2 separate regions of the Canis lupus genome follow, and region 2 is linked to region 1. The links are chromatin contacts, called in public Hi-C maps. All regions are on one chromosome and are shown on one strand. The core of a region is the stretch at or near the end of the contact, and the rest is flanking DNA. Distances in the headings are between cores, read along the strand shown.

What was found. A called contact is a pair of places that touch in the nucleus more often than the background predicts.
Region 2: a contact with region 1 is called in a Hi-C map of blood, with 2.5 times the contacts expected there. The contact joins the promoter of WSB1 here to the enhancer-like site in region 1. A contact is called at or near these places in 2 of 9 Hi-C or Micro-C datasets (amygdala and blood).

The regions. Positions count from the first base shown.
Region 1 is chr9:41,781,446-41,787,177 of UU_Cfam_GSD_1.0, reverse strand. No RefSeq gene overlaps it. Among named protein-coding and RNA genes, the nearest start is that of WSB1, 56 kb to the left of the region's middle. Within about 2 kb of position 3,092, at least 4 of the 20 cell types and tissues checked have an H3K27ac peak or open chromatin away from gene starts, as enhancers often do. A contact at or near this core is called in blood, where this site is marked.
Region 2 is chr9:41,837,849-41,843,484 of UU_Cfam_GSD_1.0, reverse strand. WSB1 (WD repeat and SOCS box-containing protein 1) reads right to left here and starts at 3,246. Exons shown (of 8, transcript XM_038548210.1): 1 at 2,917-3,246. The coding sequence starts at 2,956. It overlaps LOC111097438 (a long non-coding RNA gene), which reads left to right and starts at 4,117. Exons shown (of 3, transcript XR_005364068.1): 1 at 4,117-4,531.

The sequences.
Region 1 (5,732 bases), core at 1,843-4,342:
GTCTGAGCTCCCAGCAGTGCTCTCCCACCCCTCAGAGCTTCCCCTATTCCCCTGCTGCTCAGCCAGTCCCTCTGCAAACCCCAGCTTCCTGCTCTCTGCCAGAGGCTGCGCTAGCCTCTTGCCCCTCCGCCCCACAGAAAAGAATCTTCCAGATTGGAGTAGGTAGAGCCAGGTGAAGACGTGATGACCCTGGAGGGGGCTGTGACTGCCCTGGGGCCCCACAAGCTGGGGCACTGGACCGGGAATAGGATGGCCGCAGGAAGGGCGCGTAGGCAACCACAGGTTTGAGCCACATTCTGAAAAGCTCAAGCTGATAGATCAAAAGGAAGTTTATTCCTGCTCAGATGAACTAGTCAGAGGGAAGAGGTCATGGTGGGATTTCAGGGATGAAACTGGGAGTGTAGGACGCCTGGGTGGCTCAGCGGTTGAGCGTCTGCCTTCAGCTCAGGTAGTGATCCCAGGGTCCCAGGATCGAGTCCCACATCAGGCTTCCTGTGTGGAGCCTGCTTCTCCCTCTGTCTGTGTCTCTGCCTCTCTCTCTCTCTGTCTCTCGTGAATAAATAAATAAAATATATAAAAAAAAAAAAGAAAGAAACTGGGAGTGTTTATAGATGGCCCCCCACCTCCACCCCAGATTCTTACACCAGCCAGCAACTGTCCTGCTCTCACTCCCATCCCTACTTAGACTAGCCTTTAGAACCTGTGATCCAGACAGTGGGCAGGATGGTCCAAAGGGGAGTTCTTAGGGGTGGAGGAGGTTCAGGGGAGGAGTAAGCCAATCTTCTGATAAAGAGTGGAATGGAGAAGAGGGAGGCAGGGCGGGTGGTATCATTCTTGGCTATCAAACCGTGCTTCTAGAACTGGGCGCTGCTGGAAGTTACATCAGTGGTGAAACAATGAGGGCTTTCCCTCAAATCTTGACATCTAGACCACTGCTGCTCTGCCCGTCAGTCATACTAGTCCCAATAGCCATTCATTCATTCGCTCACTCATTGATAGAGAAGATACAGCCATGGAGAAAGCAAGCACCTCTGACTTCAGGGAGGACTCTGTCCTCGTGGAGGAGACAGGCAAAGAACAATCAAACCAGTCAGGGTTAGAGAGGAACCAGGAGGATGAAGAAGAGGTAAACTGTCTCATTTTGGGGGGAAGGCCTTAATGATAAGGTGACAGGTAGGCAGAGAATTGATGGAAGGGCAGCACCTGCAAAGGTCCTGAAGCAGGACTGCCAGACGGCCTGCAAGGCCGCCAGTGCTGTGAACGGGGTGAGCAAAGCGGGGAATTCTTCGTAAGAAAAGAGACCGAGAAGAAATGTAAGTGTATCAGCTTTGCAGTCATGCACCCCTGGGACCAACTGTTAACCAGCTGTCAACATTTGGGCAAATCGCTTAATCTTCCTACTGCTCATTCTCCTGGTCTATAAAAGTGGGAGAAACAGTGTTATTGTACTTACGGTGCCCTACAAACTTTCTTTCTTTCTTTTTTTTAACATTTTATTTATTCATGAGAGACACACACAGAGACAGGCAGAGACACAGGCAGAGGGAGAAGCAGGCTCCATGCAGGGAGCCCGACGCGGGACTCGATCCCTGGACCCGGGATCACGATCTGAGCCAAAGGCAGATGTTCAACCGCTGAACCCCCCAGGTGCCCCTCTACAGACTTTCTTAAATAAGTGGTGACTATTACTGAGGTTATTATAAGTGCCTGAATACATGTTCAATATTTAGTATCACCGCTTTCCCAGAGAGGTTTTCCAACAACACATGCTAGATTTTGTTCTTTTTTTCCTTTTTTTTTTTTTTAATTGTGGAAAAATATACGAAATGTACAATTTACCATCTTAACTGTGTTGAAGTGTGCAGGTCACTGGTGCTAAGTACCTTGGCTCACTAGTGTGCAACCATCCATACCTTTTATCCCCTCAACTTCTTTCATTTTGTAAAACTGAAACTCTGTGTCCATCACCCACTAACCCCACATCCCCCTCCCCGGGCCCCTAGCCAACCACCATTCTTTCTGTCTCTATGAATAAAGGGAAGCCCGTGATATTTGTCTTTTTATGACAGGCTTCTTTCACTTAGCATGCTGTCCTCGAGGTTCATGCACATTGTGGCATTTGACCGAATATCCCTCCTTTTTAAGACTGAATACAATGCCAGTGTATGTACACAGAAGGTTGTGTTTATCCATTTAACCAAAGATGGGCAGTGGGATTGCCTCTGCCTTTTGGCTCTTTGAATAACTGCTATGAACACGGGTGAACAAGTATCTCTTCAAGTTTCTGCTTTCAACTCTTTTGGGTTCATACTGCCAAGTGGAATTGCTGGGTCACAGGGCACTTCTATTTTTAATTTTTTTGAGGAACCTTCGTATACTTTTCCATAGCAGCTGCACCATTTTACATTCCCACCAACCGTGCTCCAATTTCTCCACATTCTTGCCAACTCTTGTTATTTCACCTTTCTTTCTTTGTTTCTTTCTTCTTTCTTTCTTTCTTTCTTTCTTTCTTTCTTTCTTTCTTTCTTTCTTTCTTTCTTTCTTTCTTTCTTCTTTCTTTCTTTCTTTCTTTCTTTCTTTTTCTTTCTTTCTTTGTTTCTTTCTGCTGAAGATTTCTTTCAAAAAGATTTTACTCATTTACTAATGAGAGACAGAGAGAGAGAGAGAGAGAGGCAGAGACACAGGCAGAGGGAGAAGCAGGCTCCACGCAGGGAACCCCATCTGGGACTCGATCCCAGGTCTCCAGGATCACGCCGGGGCTCAAGGCGGCACTAAACCAGTGAGCCACCGGGGGTGCCCTCTTTATTTCTTCTTTCTTTTTTGGTAGTAGCTCTCCTACTGTGTGTGAAGTGTTTTTTCTTTTTTCTTTTTTGGTTGTATAGAAACATCTTAAAATATATTGGCAATAACCTGCCTTCTGTGCTATTTGGAGTATGTGGGCAACAGTTACCAGAAATCACAAGTTATACTCACTGCCTCCCCCATCCCTCAAGATGGGGGCTGGCCATCTTTACTCCAGTACTCCATACAGGAGGGCAGAAGAGCAAAGAGCTTGGCTGGGTGTAGGCAAGACCATCACCAGAATCAGAATTGGGATCTAGTCATTTTCAGACGGAAGCAGAAAGTTTCTCTTTGAATCAACACTTCCTTCCACTTTCTTTTTATTTGAGTAAACAGAAACCCTAAGAATTTAAACCCTTTCCAGGGAGTTCTGAGCTATGGTCAGAGGGAAGGAATAAAGCAACATAAGGAAATGGCCATCTTGCTTGCAATTTTTAGTTTTGCACATGGGTCATTGCGAGGTCCCTCAGCAACTGGCCTGGGTCCTCGGAATGGCCTCTGGAATGTGGGCAGAATGTAGCAGGTCCTGGTCTGCCCAGCCCTGCTCAACCCCTGTCCTGCCAGCAGTACATGCCATATCCAATCTGGAGTGTCCTGTTCATCCATGCCTTCTCACAGTCCCCCTTCTGGCTTTTGAGGAGCCCCATACCCTGGTCTGCCCCTGCTTGCTGCACTGCTTATACCCCTTAGCATAGAAGCAGAGCATGACACAGTTTCTTTATCCTGCAGGACATACAGGGGCCTCCCTGCTCTTACTGGTCCCCATGCTTTGGGCTCTTCTCATGACACAGCCTATCCTCCCTGGCTGGGCCATGGGTCTGTGATAGGGACGCATGGGGTATAGGCCTTGCCTGGAAGAGTTAGTCATAGCAGAGGAAAAAACAGTAATGACAATCAGCTAATAGAGTGCTGTATAAAAGAAAAACTAAGTGCTCTATTGGATAAAAAAATAAAGGCCCAGAGGCCCTGGGTGGAGTGCTGGGAGGAACAGTTTACCTCAGCCTTGGCTTTGCCGGGGAGGTTTGGAAGGAGGAAAAGGCCACTGACATCCTGCTCCACAGGAAGGCAAGGTCTCCAATTGCTGCTGCTGAGCTGGCCAGGGGTGTCATGGGCATTGGACATCTAGCCACCTCGGCCACACCTGCGAACTGCCTGAGACAGGGATGGTGGCACCAAGCAGCAGGGTAGGCGGCCAGGTTGGGGCCTCTCCGCTGTGAAGAATGAGGCACGTAAGAGGGACATCAAATCTAGTCAGAGAGAGTCAGGATGAAGGTGTGGTACTTTTCTACTGCATTTGTTTTTTCTAAAAGCACTGACTCCTCCCAAATAACACAGGACAACAATTGCTCCTATCGATCATTTGTGATGGGGCATTTGTTTGTATGCTTGGCTACATTTTTCTTGTGTATTATCTCGTTTCATCCTCATAACAACCTTATGAGTCTTTATCATTATCTTCATTTTGTAGGTAAAGAAATTGAAGAGGCACCTGGGTGGCTCAGTGGTTGAGCGTCTGCCTTTGGCTCAGGGCGTGATCCCAGGATCCCCGGTCCCCGCATAGGACTCCCAGCATGGAGCCTGCTTCTCCTCTCTCTTCCTATGTCTCTGCCTCTCTGTGTGTCTCTCGTGAATAAATAAATAAAATCTTTTTAAAAATGCTTATCATATTAAAATATGAGCAGCCTCTATCTCTGTGATGTGTATTTCCCAAATAATTCTTCTGATGAAACCAGGAGAGAGAAATATTGGTTAAACCCCACTGTGACCAAAGTTTTTCAAGTTTTAGACTCTGTGGGGTCCTGGATGTGTTAACTAACCTCATTGTGATAATCATGTCACATATACATGTATCAGTTCTTTAACTTAGAGGTCTTACACATTCACAATGTTACATGTCAATTCTATCTCAATAAAGCTGGGGAAAAGAAAAAATAAAAAAAGAAGTTTGCCTAGGTAAATAATTATCAAGATAAATAGGTCATTAGGTAGGGCGTAGAAGTCTTTTGTTATAAAGAGAGTTTTTGATGACGTAAATTTTCTGTAGCAAGTTGACTGTTCACACTCTAAGTATAAAACTGTCCCTAGCTCTTCAGGCAAGTTACCTTCACTCACGAAGCATTAACCAGTTGAAAGATGCTTTACAATCTGACAAGTAAGCCCCAAGCAGGCAATGCATCTCTGCTTTAATCTTTTAGGAAAAATACCTGCTTTTATGACTGACCTACCTGTAAAAATCAGATAAGTAACATGGAGAATAGGGACTACCATGAAACTATTTTTTTTTTCTTAATTAAAAATACTTTATTACTATTTGAGCTTTTGGGGAGTCAATCTTTTTTTTAATATTTTATTTATTTATTCATGAGAGACACAGAAAGAGACACAGGCAGAGGGAGAAGCAGGCTCCAAGCAGGGAGCCCAATGTGGGACTCAATCCCGGGACCCCAGGATCATGCCCTGAGCTGAAGGCGACGCTCTAACCGCGGAGCCATCCAGGCGTACCACCTTCGGGGAGGGAAAACTAAAGCACTTAGCCCTAGGCCTGGTAGACTGTTTACACTCATCGCCCACCATCTTTATCATAAAAATTCCAGCATCTTGGGGTGTCTGGGGGGGGCTCAGCTGGTTAAGTATCTACCTTCAGCTCAGGTCCCAATCTCAGGGTCCTGGGATCAAGCCCCACATCAGGTTCCCTGCTCTCTGTCTCAAATAAATAAAATCTTAAAAAAAAAATCCCAATATCTTACAGTCATTGAAATCAATTCTTTTTTTTTTTTTTTTAATCTTATTTATTTATTCATGAGAGACACAGAGAGAGAGAGGCAGAGACGCAGGCAGAGGGAGAAGCAGGCTCCATGCAGGGAGCCCGATGTGGGACTTGATCCCGGGTC
Region 2 (5,636 bases), core at 1,997-4,496, 56 kb before region 1:
TAGAACTCATCACTCCTTTAGCAAGCATAAACTTTCCCACAAAAGACTCTTTTTAGTCTGTATTTTAGGATCATTCTATTTTTCTTTTAGCGTGACCACAATCACAAAACTCCTCTGTATAAAGGTTGGAAAGTAACTAGAACACTGGTTCAAATAACAAAAACCATGAAATAATAAGCTGATTCATTCTTAAATATATAGAAATTCAAGGTCATTATTTTGAAACTACCAAATAAATAGATGCTATACTGTCAAAGTATTGTATTAATAATTAGCTTTGTGTTTCCTTGCTTGTACAGTCATAGCAAGTGATTTTTTTTCAAATGATTTTTGCATCAAATGATCCAAGCACTCCTTTAGATACTTACTGGTACAATATTATCAGTAGCACAGGGTTATAATGAAGTGCTTTGAAAAAAAAAATTGTTACACCTTTATTATCTGCAGCTGTTTAATGTTAGTATCCTAAGAAATATATGATTTAATGACATTTTATTTTTTTATTTTTTAAATGACTTTTTAATAAGGGGAAAGCTGCCTGCCATGGGAACTCAGCCATAAAATTTAACACTACATTATCTGTACAGTAGTAACACACCGAGTCACTGCTGAACCAAGTGAACCAGATTTAGCTACTTCTTCACATTCCTCTCTGCAATTTCATAACCAGAAAGGGAGGATCTTCCGTAGTGCCTTGTGAAAGAGGGCAGCAGCCTCAGGCAGTACTCCCTGTCACACAGGACTCCTTTAATCATTCTAGGAATCTTGCCTCTCCTCTTTCAGTACTTGAGAAACCAAAGAGCTATAATTAATACCGAGAAAAAAGGGGAAAACTTAAGTCCTCACTGAAAGATAAAAAGCTACAAAGATATTACTGTTTAACTCTGTATCCAAATGGTACTTCCAAAGAAAAAAGAAACAAAGAAACTCTTTTTTTTTTTTTAAAGCTTAAGAAAGGCCAAAGTTCTTTTAGATATGTGGGACTTGGCTAGAAATTTTATACTATAGCCAGCAAATAACACAGAGATCTACTATGCAAAAATTTTCAATTGAAAAGGCTACTTAGTGGATGGTTCTTCTACCTCATGCAGGTATGCTCAGAAACTATCCAGCCCTTAAAAGACAGGACTGGAAAGTTTTCAAAATAGTTCATCAAGATCAAGTAAAACAGATAAATGAAAGGCAGATCACTTATCTGTGATATTATTGTGCAGCAGAGGGAGAAAAAAAGCCCACTGGACTAAGATTAAGAACTTCTGAGTTCTACGTTCCACTTTAGTAGGACTTAAAGTCTTTAAATAGCTATAATAAAAATTGGGCATGAATTTTGTTTTATAGTTATTAAGACCAGGGTTAAAGTCCCCTCCTAACCTGTCATTCATCCTTATCCTTCAGAAAACAAAAGTTCAGAATTCCTTTTTTTTTTTTTTTTTTTTTTTTATTCATGAGAGGCAGAGAGAGAGAGGCAGAGACACAGGCAGAGGGAGAAGCAGGCTCCACGTAGGGAGCCTGACGTGGGACCTGATCCCAGCACCCAGGCTGGGATCACGACCTGAGCTGAAAGGAGACGCTCAACCGCTGAGCCACCCAGGTCCCCCAAAAGTCAGAATTCTAAAATTACTGTCTCTAGATATAAAAACTCAACCCGCATATAGGATAGAGGGCCTTTTGGATACTTCAGCTTTTCCCTCTCTCTAGAAATACCTCCTCCACATATTTAAAGGCATACATTTAGCCGAAGAACAGGAAAATGCAAAGGTTCTGCTCTGGAGCCACCAACAATTTTCATTTAATTAACACAGTAAATTCAGTGTTGGATTTGTTGTGTGTGTTTTTTTTTTTTTTTTTTTTTTCTGGAGAAGGGGCCTGCTAAATCCTTTTTTTTTTTTTAAGATTTTGTTTATTTATTAGAGAGAGAGAGAGAGAGAGAGAGAGGGAGGCGCAGAGACACAGCCAGAGGGAGAAGCAGGCCCCACGCAAGGAGCCCGACGTGGGACTCGATCCTGGATCCTGGGATCACTCCCTGAGCCAAAGGCAGACGCTCATCCGCTGAGCCACCCAGGCGACCCTATTTTACTAATTTTTATTTTGTTTTTTTTTTCTATTTTAATTTTTTAAATGAAAACCGTACATATTTAAGAAGCGTAACATGACTTGGTAAGTCCAATGTCGACTCAGCCTCTCCATCAACGCACAGCACCAACCCCCCCCCCCCAAAGTCGTCCCACGGATTCCACCGTCAAGGCAGAATTCAAACGTGGGGCGAAACGCGGGGCGCTCTCACGGAGCCACGGAGGCGGTCCCGCCGCTTTCCAGAGGCCTTTCCACAGTGCGCTCTCATACCACCGCTGCCCTCCGTCGCTCCACCCAGCCGCTCCGCTCCTCCCCGCTCCTCTGTGTAGGCGAGATACCGAGTCTCCTCCCCTGAACCCCGGCCGTTCTGAACGCCATACCGTTCTCCAGAACACCGCTTCCCTCAGGCTGCCGGCGCCCCTCCGGCCGAGGTGCACGAGGACCCCTCCCCTTCGAGCACCCTCGGAACAAAGTTCGCCTCCCCGTCGTGAGATTAGAGTCCCCGAGACTTGGCCGGCACTCGCCTACCCACTGGACGCCCCAGACGTGGGGCCCGGAGGACCCCAGGACCCTGGCGGTGTGCGGACCTGCTTAGAGAAAGCCGGGCTCCCCGGGCTCCCCGGGCTCCCCGGACCCGAGGATCCGCCGCTTGCCTGCCGCCGAGCCAGGCGCCCGGCAGGCGCCGCATCAGCGCTGCCCACGTACCCCTCGGCGGCACCCGCTTCCTTCCTCCTGGCTCCAGCGCTCGGCCCCGGCTCACCCCCCACCGTTCAGACTCAGTCGCTTCCTCCTCCGGGGACTCCCCGCTCCCCAGCAGCCCCCACCCACCGTCCCATTCCTCACCGATCTCTTTCTCGTTGACCCTCGGGGGAAAGCTGGCCATCTATGGGGCACCGTCTGATTCCGGGGGCGCGATGCGGACGCAACGACAGAGAAGGGACCGGTGAGCGCTGAGGGGCGTGACGCGGGCTCGGTCCCTCCCGGACCGGGGACGGAGGGGCGGGGCGGGGGCGGTGGCGGCAGCCTCTGCCGACTGCCCCGGGACAGCTCCGGAAGGCCCGGGACCAAACTATGGAGTCAAACACAGACAATAGACGCCGGTCCCTGCCTCAAGCCTACGGACCGAGACACTGCCTCCGACACCGCCGACCGCAAACCAGACACTGGAGACAAAATGGCGGGCAGCGCGGGAGATAGCAGGGCGGCGTGGGCGGGGCCTGATGACGCCGCCGCCCGAGGCCCCGCCCCCCGACGCTCCGGACGTGCCGGCCGGGGCTGGGCGCCCCTTCCCCCCGCCGGGGGCGCGCGGGCGTTTCCGCGAGGACCCGACGGGCTGGGGCGGAAAGCGCGGGGAGGCGGAGGCGGGGGCGGGGCTGCGGCCGGAGCCCGGCGGAGGCCGGGAGCGCGGGCTACGACCTGTGCGCCCACTTCGGGGTTCGCCCCAGTCCTCGCTCCCCGCCCCCAGGGGCCGCAGCCTGGGTTGCATTTCTAAGGCAAAAGGAGAATGAATGTGTCACACGGACTAGCCCACCGCCCAAAGATGGCGTGGGATTTAAACTGGCTGAACCGGGGCACCTGGGTGGCCCAGTGGTTGAGCATCCGCCTTTAGCCCACGGCGTGATCCTGGAGTCCTCTGTCGGGTTCCCCACAGGGAGCCTGCTTCTCCCTCTGCCTGTGTCTCTGCCTCGCGGTGTGTGTCTGTCATGAACAAATTAATAAAATATTCTAAATAAATAAAGAAATAAATAATAAATAAACTGGCTGAACCAAAGACCAAAAAAGACATTGCAGGTTTTACCCCGACTTGGCCACAGCCCCCACGTGCTTGATGCTAAAATAAAATAAAATAAAATAAAATAAAATATAAAATAAAATAAATAAAATAAATAAAATAAATAAAATAAATAAAATAAAATAAAATAAAATAATAAAAAAATAAAATAAAATAAATAAAATAAAATAAAATAAAAAATAAAATAAATAAAATAAAATAAATAAAATAAAATAAATAAAATAAAATAAAATAATAAAAAAATAAAATAAAATAAAATAGATAAAATAAAATAAATAATAAAATAAAATAGAATGAACGTGGATCGCTTGGCCCCAGCCTTGCGCGGCGGCCGCCCTGCCCCGGGGTGGAGAGGCGGGGTCTGCAAGGGTCGAGGTGCCCGGGCGAGCCGGCGGCCCACACCCGCCGCGGGACCTCCCTTTGTGCGGCCGCTCCCGCTCGGGACGCCCTCCCGAGACCAGGGGGGACGGGGGGAGCCCGCGGCGTCCTGGCCTCGGCCCGGGCGGACCAGGCCCCCGGGAGGCAGCTGGGCAGTGTCTGTCTGCCGGGGCCACGTTGGTTCCCCATCGCAGATGATCGCGGATGACGTCCTTGCATTTTCAGGGGCCCTTCAGCGGCTTCCAAGCCGTCTTCCAAAGGAGGACATCTAAAGACTGGGAATTTCAAGTATGTGAGATACTGATGGGAGAGGGGTTGGATTAGTCAAACTCTCCTGAGAGTTCTCAGATGACATCACGTAGGGCATGTGTTTTCTTTGCCTGTCAATTATTCCAATAGTGAAATGTTTAATAGAAGGTAAAAGAAAACCCCTCTCTTTTCTTTTTTTAAAGATTTCATTTATTTATTCATGAGAGACACAGAGAGAGAGGCAGAGACACAGGCAGAGGGAGAAGCAGGGTGCCTGATGTGGAGGGACTCGATCCCAGAACCCCCCTATCTCGACCTGAGCCAAAGACAGACACTCAACCACTGAGCCACCCAGGTGTCCGAAATTAAACTTTTCTTAACTTCATTGGAAGTGAACTTTTCCCCTTCCTCTGCCAGAATGTGTAACAGCACAGAAAGGTTGCCTTCTTCTATAATTAACTCTTCATTACTGGTATAGACACTGTAGGTGTATTTTTCTCAATGTCATCATGAATGTATCTAGTTCACAACTGCGAACTGTTTTTGGAAAATACATCTCATCTCAAGTTAGAGTAATTCAAATGGGTTGCTGCTATGCATTTAACAAATCTCCAAAGTTACAGGCAAACCTTTTGAATAAGTAAATAAATAATAAACCTCTTAAACTGGGAGGGATTCCCGCTGGATTCCATTTCAGAACTTATATCTTGGTGACAGTAAAAGTAAGTGTCCTCTTCCTATAACAAAAAGGAAGCAATATTTACTTAAAGCAACAACAAAATATGACCAAGATTAAAAGAAAAAAAAGAGCTAATAAATTGTACAATAGGGGCTTGAAGCTTACCACCACAACCACCAGGAAAAAGGAAAAAAAAAAAAAAAACAGCAACAACAACATCAAAATGCCACATATTAAAAAAAAAAAAAAACACAAATATTTATTGTCCTCTAATGGACAATAACCTCTAACGGTTAAATCTTAAAGATGAAAAAGATTACCATAGTTTTTTGACTCTGTAATTATCAAGACCAAACAAACAAACAGTTAAAAGCAATTTGGAAAGCTGGCATTGGGGGGATCCCTGGATGGCTCAGCAGTTAAGTGTCTGATTTCGGCTCAGGGCAGATCCTGGAGTTCTGGGAT